Linked DNA regions of Bicyclus anynana: region 1 is linked to region 2. Evidence: chromatin contacts called from public Hi-C data. All regions are on one chromosome and are shown on one strand. The core of a region is the stretch at or near the end of the contact, and the rest is flanking DNA. Distances in the headings are between cores, read along the strand shown.

Evidence for each region. Hi-C and Micro-C count contacts between places; a contact is called where the count stands out from the background.
Region 1: a Hi-C map of whole larva shows a contact between it and region 2, with 2.4 times the contacts expected there. The contact joins two enhancer-like sites. A contact is called at or near these places in 2 of 2 Hi-C or Micro-C datasets (whole body and whole larva).

Annotation. Positions count from the first base shown.
Region 1 is chr11:15,035,583-15,042,784 of ilBicAnyn1.1, forward strand. The region is part of intron 2 of LOC112043767 (protein tweety-like); the gene reads left to right. Among protein-coding and RNA genes, the nearest start is that of LOC112052772, 6.1 kb to the left of the region's middle. Within about 2 kb of position 4,754, at least 6 of the 8 cell types and tissues checked have open chromatin away from gene starts, as enhancers often do.
Region 2 is chr11:15,001,523-15,008,881 of ilBicAnyn1.1, forward strand. All of the region lies in intron 1 of LOC112043767 (protein tweety-like), which reads left to right. Among protein-coding and RNA genes, the nearest start is that of LOC112043767, 13 kb to the left of the region's middle. Within about 2 kb of position 2,504, at least 5 of the 8 cell types and tissues checked have open chromatin away from gene starts, as enhancers often do.

The DNA.
Region 1 (7,202 bases), core at 3,504-6,003, 36 kb after region 2:
ATTTCTCTCCGAACCGTACTCTGGCCGAATTCGAGCAGTTGCTGTTGGAGATCGGAACAACGATCAATAGTAGCCGTCCAAGTCGCGTGCTTGTTGCTGGCGATTTCAATGCTAAATCTGTAGCGTGGGGATCCCCGGCAACCGATGCACCTGGCGAGACTCTTGAAGATTGGGCAATTTTGACAGGCTTGGAAGTGCTGAACCGAGGGTCAACATTCACGTGCGTGCGGCGAAATGGCGGCTCTATTGTAGATGTTTCGTTCGCCGATGCTTGCCTAGCGCGTTGTGTTAGTGGGTGGAAGGTTTTTAAAAATGTGGTGTCACTTTCAGATCATCGATATATCAGGTATGATGTGTTTACCCATTCGATTTCAATAAGACCTCGAACCCAAACCATGCGGAATATTGGCCCTCGTTGGTCCATTAAGCGTCTTGACCGTGATGCTTTAGTTGAAGCGGCGCTGGTACAAGCGTGGCTTCCGGTACCTGCAGATACCATAGTAGTAGAAGAAGAAACTGAGTGGCTCGGTCAGGCTATTACGCAAGTTTGCGATGTGGCTATGCCACGGACCGGTTTTATTCCCCCGAGAGATGCTGTATACTGGTGGTCTGAGGAGCTAGCTCAATTGCGCAGATCCTGTGTGGCCACTAGACGCCAATTCACGAGGAGTAGGCGACGGCGAACTCGTAATCAGCGAGAAGAAGAGCGACTTTACGCGGTATATCGGGAGGCTGTCGTGACTCTCCAGGTGGCTATAAGAACAGCTAAAAACTTAGCCAAAGAGGAAATGTTAGCCAGTCTTGATGCCGATCCCTGGGGTAGGCCCTATAAAATAATAAGACGCAAGTTACGTCCAAAGGCGCCACCACTAACGGAAACTCTCCAGCCCCAGCACCTGGAATTAGTAGTGGACACGCTATTCGCTAATAGGGAAGATGTGACCCCGCCAAGCATGGCACCTTACATCAGTGAAGGAGATACATCCTTTTCGGAAGTTTCCGAGGGAGAGTTTCAAGCAGCGGTGAAACGGCTTCAATCCAAAAACACTGCCCCGGGTCCCGACGGCGTCCCTGGGAAGGCGTGGGTGTTTGCCCTTGGCCCTCTGGAACCTAGAGTTAGAGCTCTCTTTAGCGCATGTCTAGAGCAGGGACAGTATCCTCGTACTTGGAAAATTGGAAAACTTGTATTACTCCGAAAGATAGGTCGTCCTGCTGACTCAGCTTCAGCATACAGGCCGATTGTCTTGCTGAATGAGGTAAACAAACTCTTTGAGCGAATAGTGTCAAATCGGCTTGTCAAGCATTTGGAGGAGGTGGGGCCAAACCTGAGCGAAAACCAGTATGGATTCCGTCGAGGCAGGTCCACTATCGATGCTATTGCTCGGGTGAGGGCTTTGACGGAAGACGCACTTTCCCAAGGCGAAGTGGTTTTAGCGGTATCTCTTGATATTTCAAACGCATTTAATAGTCTCCCATGGAGCTGCATACGGGAGGCTTTGAGGTATCACGGGATACCGGGATACCTACGGCGAATCGTGGAAAATTACCTTTCTGAAAGAGTAGTGACATACCCAGCTAACAGTGGATGGACGCGGAGGGAGATGACATGCGGTGTTCCACAGGGTTCGGTCCTTGGTCCACTTCTGTGGAATATCGGATACGACTGGGTGTTACGGGGCTTTAACGTGCAGGGCGTTGACGTCACGTGTTATGCAGATGACACCCTTGTTACTGCCCGTGGCAAAACCTTCAGAGAGGCGCGTATACTTGCGACAGCTGGTGTGGCTCAGGTAGTGGCACGGATCCGGCGATTGGGGTTGGAGGTAGCCCTTAATAAATCTGAGGCTCTATACTTTCATGGCCCAAGGATGTTACCTTCGGTTGAGTTTGACCTCGTCGTTGGAGGAGTATCTATCCCTGTTGAGTCGACTATGAAGTACCTTGGACTCGTCCTCGACAGTCGATGGAAATTTGCGGAACACTTCCGACGACTGGTCCCAAAGTTAATTGGTGCCACCGGGGCGCTGAGCCGGCTTCTCCCAAACGTGGGTGGACCCAACGTCGCCTGCCGTCGCCTTTACACTGGAGTAGTGCGATCGATGGCATTGTATGGGGCGCCAATATGGGTATACTCTCTGACTGCTCAAAACCGAACACTGTTGCAGAGGCCGCAGCGGGTCATGGCTGCCAGGGTAGTCAGAGCTTATCGAACCATCTCCTGCGAAGCTGCCTGCGCTTTGGCTGGGACGCCTCCATGGGATCTGGATGCGGAGGTATTGGCGTCAATGCACCTGCTCAGGGTGGAAGCCCAATCACGAGGAGAACAAATTTCCCGGGGAATAATAACCAAGTGGAAGCGCAAAGCTCACGGCGAAGTTCTTAGGAAGTGGCAAGAGAGGCTAGAGTTGCCAGGTGCAGGTCGACAAACAATTGAAGCGATTCGACCTGTACTCCAACGGTGGGTACAAAGGAGGTACGGTGAAATTACGTTTCACCTTACACAAGTTATTTCGGGGCACGGCTGCTTCGGAAGATACCTGTGGAAGGTGGCCGGTAGAGAGCCTACAGAGGTTTGCCATGAGTGTGGCTGTGCCTCTGATACCGCACAGCATACTCTGGCTGAATGTTCCAGTTGGGAGGAGCCACGCGAGGCGCTGATGGCTGTAATCGGACGAGATCTATCTCTGCCAAGCGTCATAAAAGCCATGACGAAAAATGAGAAGTCCTGGGAAGCTGTTGTCTCCTTCTGTGAGATTGTGATGTCACAGAAAGAGGCAGCGGAAAGGTTGAGAGAGGTCGACGTGGATTCTCATCCTATCCGCCGTAAGAGAGCCGGACGCAGGCGGCTCGTTCAGGACCGTCATTTGCCTCCTTGACGAGGACCTCCGGGTGATAGATACGGGGAATCTGTCACCCACCGGAGATAAGTCCTCGAGTCGTTAACGCTTTCAGTGTTTCCTAAGCGATCGTAATAAAACTACAGGAGAGCTCAATTTACGAGTGTCGCTGGCTGGGTTGCGGTAGTTTACGAAATGTTCCCGTGGCTCAGTCATCAGGCGGCGAGTAGGAACACCGTGGGGTTTTAGTCGGTTGAAGTCCGACATAACCTTCTTGCCTCCCCGTGGCGAGAAGGTATCCATGAGGATTTCCCCACGTAAAAAAAAAAAAAAAAAAAAAAAAAAGGCTTTTATTCATATTGCCTTGCTCGTTTATTAGTATTTAAAGGGTCAAGATGGTTTGTATGATTTTAAGTGACAAAGCGTCACCTATAACGAGAGCCGTGATAACCCAGTGCAAATGACCTCTGCCTCCGATTCTGGAGGGTGTGGGTTCGAATCCGGTCCGGGACATGCACCTCCAACTGTTCAGTTGTGTGCATTTTAAGAAATTAAATATCATGTGTCTCAATCGGTGAAGGAAAACATCGTGAGGAAACCTGCATACCAGACAATTATCTTAATTCTCTGCGTGTGTGAAGTCTGCCAATTCGCATTGGGCCAGCGTGGTGGACTATTGGCCTTACCCCTCTCATTCTGAGAGGAGACTCGAGCTCAGCAGTGAGCCGAATATGGGTTGATGACGAATACAAATGGCTATGTTTCTGGTCAAGGTATCAAAGGCTACGTCGACGTCTCTTGCATACTTTTGTTACATTCAAATTGGACATAAGAAAACGCACGCAATAATCCAAGTTACATGTCTTAGACGCGGGCGTCTGCAAGTTGCAAATAATAAATCATGTTATGGATCAAATTCTGCATACTGAAGTCATCATTTTCATCATTATTAGATTATGGCCGATAATACTACCAGGCCTTAAGTTTTCCGGGATAAGGGGGATTATAGAAAAACTGAAGGAATCAAACTGAAGTAGAACCACTAATTGACTTATTGATTGAGCTGTTTTGTGTGAAGTCTTCCGACTATTCAGTGTTAGAGTACTTGATAATAAGATACATTGAGAAACGAGAAAATCTCATGCTACGTGTACCTACCCGATCGTATTTTATTAGGCTTGAACTAGATTTAGAGGCAAGTGGGACGTTAATTTGTCGGTAAATGTTAAAATTACATCTTCGCGAGTACTATTTTAGGAGTTTGTATTATGACATCACACTGCCATTACGTGATATCACCGAGCCTTTCGTGAATTGTGAATTAAATATGTCCATAAGGCCGTATAGCAGAGTTAATGGGCAGATGGACTTGAATAGGCCTAAGAAGCACGCCATATTTCATGAAGACCAAATGACATATTGTCGACCAATAGCGGTGGATCGAAAGTATCGGTCTCTCCTTCATACCATCGCAACTAATGAGAAAGCTTATACTCGTTTTCGCCGTTATTGGTCGACTCTTTATGTTTGTTTGGTTGAACGCGCCAATTTAATGAACTAGTGGTCCGATTTCAAAAATTCTTTCAGTGTTTGATAGCCCATTTATCCAGGAAGGTTATAGGCCATATATTATCCTCGTATACCTACGGAAACGGGAACCATTTGGGTGAAACCGCACGGCGTCAGCTATTATATATTTTCCTAATGTTGGTTCTTAATTAGTCCTCAGAGTAAGCGGTACATTTAGTTCAGTCGTAGTTTATGCGAAACGAAATCGTGTCATACGTGACACAGAAATACTTTTGCAATATGGGGTAATTTTTTATCTTTGAAAGGTACGCGACACACAATTCGAGCGAACGTTTCGCGGTACGAAGGCTTTAGCGGGAGTGAGTCACTCCGTGAGTCAACAACTGCACCGCCTGAACCTGCGACCTTTGTTTAAAAATATAGGTTATTGATCCATAACCGCGAGATTCCCTATATTACTGAACCGTGGCGCTAACATGCGACCGCGTGCTGAGATATAGAGAATTTAATTGAGAAGTTAGTGCCATACCTATTTTTTATTATTGTCGGAACATGTAGACAATTAGACATCCTGTAGACACAGCATGCGACCAACGAAATATCTCGGGAAGACGAAATGACATATTATTGTCGATCAATAGCGGTCGTATTTTCTCTTCACAAGATATTATGTCGTGGTCGACAATATCTTTTTCTCTTCACGAGATATTATGTCGCGGTCGACAATATCTTTTTCTCTTCACGAGATATTATGTCGTGGTCCACAATATCTTTTTCTCTTCACGAGATATTATGTCGTGGTCGACAATATCTTTTTCTCTTCACGAGATATTATGTCGTGGTCCACAATATCTTTTTCTCTTCACGAGATATTATGTCGTGGTCGACAATATCTTTTTCTCTTCACGAGATATTATGTCGTGGTCGACAATATCTTTTTCTCTTCACGAGATATTATGTCGTAGTCGACAATGTCTTTTTCTTTTCGTGAAATATTATGCTTGATATGCTTATATGATGTTTTAAATCATCTGACTGCTGACTAGCCCTAGCACAGGTTGGGTTGCACATGCACTAGTTGATATAAGTTATTTTTGGACCAGTAAGTTATTTGTCCTGTCAAAGATGGAACTCAACACATTAATAGACCGCAAAAATGGATAAATAGCCGCGATAGCCCAGTGGATATGAACTCTGTTTTTAATTCCAACGTTTCGTTTATGCGCATTTTAAGAAATTAAATATCACGTCTCAAAACATCGTGAGGAAACCTGCATACCTGAGATTTTTTTAATTCTCTACGTTTGTGTAGTCTGCCAATCCGCATTGGGCCAGAGTGGTGGACTATTTGGCCTAACTCCGAGACTCGAGCTCAGCAGTAAGCCGAATATAGGTTGATAATGAATAAAGGGTAAAGTTGAAAGATTTGATATACACACCTAAAGAGGAAGTTCGTTTCGTGTACATTACTAACCCTGTTAAAATATGGTCATACATATTCAGCAATGCCACAGGCATATGTTAGTCAGTTTATAAATAGACAATGTACTAAGCAGCTGTTTCTGACCACACTAACAGTATGTGCTTGTATGACATCTGTGATCTGGTTCAGTTACTATGGGAGCTTACGCATTTGATTACTTATTAGAAGTGGCCTAATTGAGCATTTACATTGGAATCTATCAGTAATCTATGTATACTAATACTTTCCATTGTATATGCTCTGTTAGGACACTTATAAGCGATGACTTATTATTATTGATGACATAAAGATGTAACGCTTGTGAAGTAGTAAAGCGTTCGCTTTTAGCGTTGTCTGTTCTGTGGGGTTTAATCTGTGAATTTACGGAATCAATTTTAAAATTTCTTTTACTTAATATTAATTACGTTTGTACTTTACTGAAAGAAAAAACGGCGGCCTCAGTGGTATGCGCGGTGGATTTACAAAACGGAGGTCCTGGGTTCGATCCCCGGCTGGGCAGATTGAGATTTTATTAGTTGGTCCAGGTCTGGCTGGTGGTGGTGGTGGCTAGTTACCACCCTACCGTCAAAGACGTACCGCTAAGCGACTTAGCGTTCCGGTACGATGCCTCGTAGAAACCGAAAGGGATGTGGATTTTCATACTCCTCCTAACAAGTTAGCCCGCTTCCATCTTAGACTACATCATCACTTAGGTACCATCAGGTGAGATTGTAGTCAAGGGCTAACTTGTAAAGAATAAAAAATTGCTTTGGAGTTCCTTCCCTACGTGCAAAGTAAGCATGACTTTTTTATTGTCTATCCCATGGTGTGGGGAATCGTTATAGGTAATTAAGGGTTGAATGAGCTAATTTAAACTACGGAACCCTACACGTGTGGCTCGACACGGACGTAGCAGGTTTTTAAGTTTCAGAGTCCGATCACCGTCACGTACTTACGCGTTGCGGTGCGTTTGTATAGAGATGTGTATCGCATCGTCCCACGCGCACGTAATAGCGACTTATCAGTTAAGCTTCAGTGTAACTTGTAAGCGTAAGCTTTGGTTTACTGATTATATCTTTACCAGCTGGCTCACTTACCACAATGTTTGTTTTACAATGGTAACCTGGCCCTTAACTAGAGAAGCTTGTGTCTTACGGCATGTATCTAATGGCTTGTATCTAACCTAACATGTAGAGAATTATGTAAAGTTGTATGTATGTGTGACACTCGCATAAATAAAGAGAATAGTCTTTCACATAACCAATATTCTTAAAAGTTAATTTGTATTTGACAAACGAGGACGCTTCGCTCGCTCATCCGCATAGTTTGAAAGGTGATGATGCCACAGACAGACATATACACAGACAGACACA
Region 2 (7,359 bases), core at 1,254-3,753:
GAAGATGTGATCGTGATACTTCAAAATCTCATCATGAGACGTTAGGAATATAATAAAATCGCTTCAGTAATTTAGGCGCTACGGTGGAACATACACGCATACATAGATTGCCAAAATCATTACCTTTCCTTTTAGCTTCGTCGTAGTGTGGTAAAAATTAGGTCCGAAGAATTCTTTTGCATCAAAACAGCGACATACCCAACAAGTCGTCAAGCTGTAACATGCTATGCAGTTGTTTAAATGATGAGTTGGCGCGTGTCAGAAGCCACTGGCATTAAATTATGCCAGTGGATTGATTAGCATACCAGAGACCAATGAGCCTCAAGCGACTGAGACCGTAGAATGTGGAAATCTCTATAAGGACTCATGATCTATATATCCAAGATATAGTTCAGTCGGTTGCTTAGTACCCTGGCATATTCACGCTCAATAAAAATGTTTAGCACCTTTTACACAGATCAAAGTAGTTTTCCCCTAAAAGGGAACCGTCTTACCCTGCAGTGATAGCTGTATGTCTGCTTTTCAAAGACAGACAGACGCGTCAGTACGTATGCAGTCTTTACTTATTTGGCCTTAGCAGCGACGCAATCGACACCTTGACCTATTGCGGTGCAGCGAGATATATCACCGATTTCTAAATCGGACATTGCAATATGCATTTATTTAAATTATACGCATGTTGTGTTTAAATATCATTAAACTAAATTGAACCCACAATGTAGTGTGGGTTCGAATCCGGTCCGGGGCATGCGCCTCCAACTTTTCGGTTAGTGTCCATCTTAAGAAATTAGATATCACTTGTCTCAAACGGTGAAGGAAAACCATCATGATGAAACCTGCATACCAGAGAATTTTCTTAATTCTCTGCGTGCGTGAATTCTGCCAATCCGTATTGGGCCAGCGTTGACTATTGGCCTAACCTAACCCCTCTAATTCCGAGAGGAGACTCGAGCTCAGAAGTGAACCGAATATGGTAATACGATCGCTGGACCTTCGTCATTCAAAGACTTGAACTTTGTCACTCCGTAATTGCCTACCATAGTATTTTGTATGTACTTCGATAATCAAATATGTCTCCATGGGCCATTACTCAGACAACTAACTTCGTGACCATAAATAACAGGCTTACGATCGCCATAGTGTTAAATAATTTCACGTAATAGTTATTGTTTCAATTTTCTATAACAAAACAAATTTTTAAGCAGTTATCACAAGTTAAGTAAATTATAAAACTAATACTACTTGAACATGGAAGGCAGCATCAATTTATTCATAATATAAAATGACAGTAGGTAGTTTAAGTACCTACTTACCTACAGTTTCTTATATTACTATAGAAAAATCTAAGGAATCATCTTTGAAAGAGGTCATTGCCCGTGAACATGACATTGTATGAATCGGCAAAAATCTATAGACGCGATAGATGCAAGATACTTAGGCTTACACCTTACAAAGTCGCCCCCCTGGTTCGCGGAGTGAAACGTGGATAGCGTGTCTAAGCACTAAACGTGCATAGCGTGTCTGAGCACTAAAAAGGCTTTTAAAAATTCACCCGCCGACTTGCGGACGTGGTCTAAAATAGGTCGGAATGCTTTGTCGGGTATGCTAATTTTTATCCGGACGCACTTACAATAAGGCGCCTCAGACTAAAGCCGGACGTCCGGGACTATGCCACTATATTCGTAAATATTTATTGCCATCAACTGCAACGGTACTCGTATATTATGAGCTTCCTTCGAATTTAAAGCTACTCATAGAGCACGCGCAGACATAAAGAGTTCAGGCATTCGCAGTGGAAATTTTAATATGGTACTTATATTTACGTACTCAAATTACGTTAATATTTACTGAGTTTTATACAGTATGGTATAACGTTAATAAATGTATTTGGTGCAGGTAAAGTGATACATGAACAAATGGCGAGCAAACGCAGCATAACTCTGTCGTTATGCAAAGGGTGGTAAATTTAAATTGGCAGTGCGCAGGACATGTAGTCCGAAAAACAGATTCGAGGTACAAGACATTTTACTAGTAGAATGTCGACCGCAAATGATAATTGTGACGAGCACAGATAAAATTGGAAGAACTATGGTGGCAGGCTATAACTAAGTTTACAGGATTAGATGAGATTATAGGACAGGACAGGAGAGTAACAATAAGGTAGGAGAATGGCTGATGAAAAAGATGATGGCCAGAAAATGAGCATACGGTCGAACCGTATGTTACGTGAACCGTCGCCGGTTGTCATTTGACTCATCTGAAGCATTGCTAATGCAACAACAAAATAAACCTATTTACCGTAAACCAAGGCATTACTAACTGCACCACAAGTGTAGTCACATTGCAATGTATAGGTTTCTGGCATCTGCATATCCAACAATCGAATTTAACACAAGAGTGATGCAGTCTAGATCTTTCCATTCATCTTAAGCAGGTGCAACTGGGTCAAGAACCCCATAGCACAGTCGGCATTAACGACGATATTGATCGCGACATTACAGCGCACAGGTGTGTTACGTTTGTTATCCAGTATTCCAGTTTTGAACGACACATTTCAATCGAGCCTATACGTACATTACGTCAGACTCTTAATAAAAATTGGTATAACAATCGGATAAATTATTGTCAATACCTCGATTTTGTTTCTTAGCTTTTCTTGTAAGCTTAAATTGTATATTTCTTAGAATCTTTGTTGTATACTGTCAATATTACCAAACTTTTGCTGGCACTGTAAAAATTGTATTTTGGATTTTATAGAAATCTCTTACTATTTAGCATTAGACTGTTTGCCAAGAAAAGCCTTATTCGATAGATATATTTCGTTTACCTTAGGAGTCTCATTCAAAAGCGTTCGGACCGAAAAAAACCTAAGCAGATATACCAAAATGCTCAAAAGAACGTCAGGAAGGGTGTCTGATTTAGCATCATAATTTGACTTACATGACTCGCAAGTTAAATTAAAGCTTTAGTAAAATATTGATTAGTCTTTGTAGGTTAATCGAATATTCTTCTACTTAACTCTGATAATAAGGTACCTACTATTTAAATAAAATGTCTCCTACTTTGAAGTTCTCTTGTTACCAATATCAAACTGTCTTCAGTCCTCTTCCTCCTCAAATACTTTAACACCAGGTGCTAGTTGGCCGAAACAAGTTTTCTCCAACCGGATCTATCCCCGAGGACATCAAACTGGAACTAACCTTAATTGTTATTTAACCAAAGTATTTGTGATCTTAAATTGGCATTACAACGTTCAGCTTCCCATCTAACGCTACTTTAATTTATCATGATTTATTTCAACTGTTATGAATATCTAACAAAATGTTCATCAATCATCGTTATGTCGATGTGCGAATTGCGTTTCAATTAAAGGAATGATATCATCATATAATGACGAAGCCTCAATAGCTCTTCGGTAGAGGCTGAACTCATCTCTGAGAGATCGTGGTACGCCCGTTGTCTTATCCACTCCTAAGAATTTCTTTTCTGATTAGTTGGAGAAAAGGTATGGCAAATATTCTTTTAAAAAAATATGGGTTGGATAAGGACACTTTATATTAATAGTAACTTAACTATTGACACATCTTAGCATGATGAGATGTGTCAGTAGCTAGAAAGGAAGATACCGAAAATAGGATGGACGATGACTTGAAATTCGAAAGATTTCACCGTGGAGCAGAGATTTCTTCACCTGAGCCTGACAGCCAAATTTCAATTTGAAGAAGGTAACCCATGATGATGAGCCCCCATGATGATTACTAATCATCATCATCATCTACTACAGGACCAGATATTGAAAGTGGTTTGGCGGGCGTAGGGTGTTCATGATTCTGTAACGAGTTCAAATAAATTATGACCGGGATAGACGCTGACGGTTTAACATGCTCTCTGAGGCACGGGGTCGATTCCCACTATCTTCCAAACTCCGTATAGTAAGCCCTCATTCGCACGAGAGCTTTTTTAACGGACGTTCAAATACAAAAAATGCATTCCCAAGTAAGTATATGTCCACACGACAGTTTTAAAAACACGAGTCTTTTTTTTCGAGCAAAATTGAAAATGCAACACTATTTTCAATTTTAGGCGTTGGAAATAGACCTTAATTTAGCTTCATACTTTATCTGAACGCTTTAAAAAAACTCTCGTGCGAATGAGGATTAAGACGTACAGTATGGTAAGTATGTATTTCTTTGTCCCTTGGTGATCTTTAGTACGTACAAAGGAGAGGACAAACAAACACTAACTTCGGCATTTATAATATGAGTATCAATGACATCATGTTATGGAAAAGTATGATAATGTTTCCGTGAACATACTCTTGTGCTAGCTAGCACATTGTGCAGTTGCGAATCGTTCACACGCTGTTATCAGTGCGGAGTGGGCGTCGTCCGGGCAACTGATAACACGCTGTAGTCCGAGAGCTGGTCGACATTTTTGGTAGGTGTTTGAGACAAGCTGACAACGTGTTCTCATTGGCAGTTCATAGATGCAAAAATACACTGCCTGTCCTGATAATTTGCGAATCTGAATTAAGAGGGAAATTTGCATTTTGTACAATTTGCACGTATAGTGCCTACCCTCGTTTAAAATATTATGTACGCCACTGTCTTTCCTCTACTACCCTAATACAACAGTAGACCTGGCTGGGGACTAGTGGTGCTAAATATTAATATTTGAAAGATGTAAAGTTTGTGGTGTTGTAGGGGGTAATCTTTGTGTCTACTGCACCGATTTTGAAAATTCTCTTACCACTAAAAAGCTACGTTATTTGTCAGTGTCATAAGTTATAGTATATCTCCGCTTTGTAACGGTAACCGTGGGGAGCCCGCCTAATCTATAAATAAAGGGTGCATATTAAAAAAAAAACTTTGAGGCAATCTATTTAAATACCTACCCAAAAATGTTGACCAGCTCTCCAGCTATGTCTCTTGTGGCTTGTTTGCGTTGTAAATTGTTGCTTTAAGCTAATTACATTTCACTTTCCTTATTTGATCAACAGCTGCTTAATTTAAATCATCAAATACGAATTGTATGTTTTTTTGTGTGAATTTCAACGTCATCATTATCCATTGAAGGATGTTCACTGTTGGACATACGCCTCCTGTAAGGGATTTTTGTAGTAGATAAATAAATAGACCAAATTAATTATTTAAATTTATTTTTGCGCAATGCTTACAATTAAGATTTTTTTATTTTTCTTCTATTTTCTTCTAAACATCACGCAGTATCCAGCGGCTCCCGCTGACCCGCTTGATGTCATCAATGGTGGATCGATCAACAAAGCGTTCGTTTTTTGGTGTATTTAAAAATTTTAATAAAAAAAATTCAACCGACTTTCAACTCAAAAATAACCTAAACTAAAAAGCAAAAAATAACATCTTACCTAAGTGCTACCTTCTGATCAGTTTGAAGGCGGTGCCAAGCCAGTGATGTTTCAATTCAAGCCGTTTAAATTACGTAATTTCTGTAGTTGTTTCAGAAACGGCTTTAATAAAAACACTGGATTGGCACCGCCTTCAAACTGATCAGAAGGTAGCACATAGGTAAGATGTTATTTTTTGCTTTTTAGTTTAGGTTATTTTTGAGTTGGAAGTCGGTTGAATTTTTTTTATTAAAATTTTTATTTTTTCATTTTTAGTGTTAGCTTACCTACGGAGTGTGAACAAAAATTTATAAGCAATTCGCTGAAACGTTATTTTTTTATGATAAGTCCCTAAATCCTACAACCCCAATTTTGAGAATACTACCTTAACTCATTTACAAAATTTCACTCCCCCTTTATATCCACTCGTAATATGAATATCCAAAAAAACTTAACTTCTTAACTGTCCTTCGTCTTCATCACCAGACCCTTAATACAGTGACAACCCATCTAGGTGGAAAGTTCTCATCAATACTAATTTATCAAGTCCAAACACAAGGTAGCTACTGTGAACCGTCGAGGAGTTCTCTTCACTCTCCTTCCTCTTCATCACCAGACCCCTAATACAGTCACAAACCATCTAGGTGGAATGTTCTCATCAATACAAATTTATGAAGTCCAAACACAAGGTAGCTACTGTGAACCGTCGAGGAGTTCCCTTCACTGTCCTTTGTCTTCATCACTAGACCCCTAATACAGTCACAAGCCATCTAGGTGGAATGTTCTCATCAATACAAATTTATCAAGTCCAAACACAAGGTAGATACTGTGAACCGTCGAGGAGTTCTCTTCACTGGCCTTCGTCTTCATCACCAGACCCTTAATACAGTCACAACCCATCTAGGTGGAAAGATCTCATAAATACAAATTTATCAAGTCCAAACACAAGGTAGCTACTGTAAACCATCGAGGAGTACTCTTCACTCGCCTTCGGCTCCATCATCAGACCAACTCCAGACCTTCATAAAATTGTAGTGGTTTAAAATACCTTATGGAAACACTAACAAACGCACTAGCCGTCTCTACAATTTTCGAAAGTTCCCCTCGATTTCTCCAGGATGCCAAAAAAACAAAAATAACCCTTCAAAACAAAAAAAGAATTATCAAAATCGGCCTATAAATGACGGAATTATCGCTGGACATACATAAAAAAAAAAAAAAAAAAAACATACATACAGCCGAACGTAGAACCTCCTCCTTTTTGGAAGTCGGTTAAAAATGGATTTTGCCCGCCCGTTGAACTATTTGTCGCACGTACTCTTAACACAGTCTTTACGACAAAAATATAGGGCTCAGTTGATATTGGTCATAAAAATATATGTTTTTTTTAAAAGAGCTGAATAAGAACGGTTGTATTTCTTAACGGACAAACAGACATAGCTAGGTGTTTGCTTTAGTTTATTTTAGCTAGTGCATGAGAGATAATTGACATATTTACTCGTAGTTAGTAGGTCATCAATGCCCAAAGGCCAGTTATCAGTGGCCATTAGTTATCCGTTTCTGCAATCGCAATGCAATGGATAGCTTCATTGCAGTATCTCGTGTTACAGAACAGTAAACTTGTTCAAAATATGTGGAAATTGTAGCAGCCTAATCCTAGATCCGTAACGTAAACAAATTAAACAAATTATTTGACCAAATCCTTATTTATACATAGAGCCGGCCCGTCCATACGGCGAACGGAGCTGTCGCTCCAGGCGCCAAATCCTAGAGAGCGCCTAAATGATATTCCTTCTCAACCGTAGACGGTACTGCGCCTGATATTCAATTGGTCACCCCAGAGTATTGTCGAGATCTCCGCGTTCCAATCTTACTTTACTCTCATAATTTGGTATAGGTATCTACATATTATTAGGCACAAACAGGAGAGGCGCCATAATTGGATCTCCCTCCATTTTAAAATTTACTCCGAGCCGGCATATACATCATGATATTGT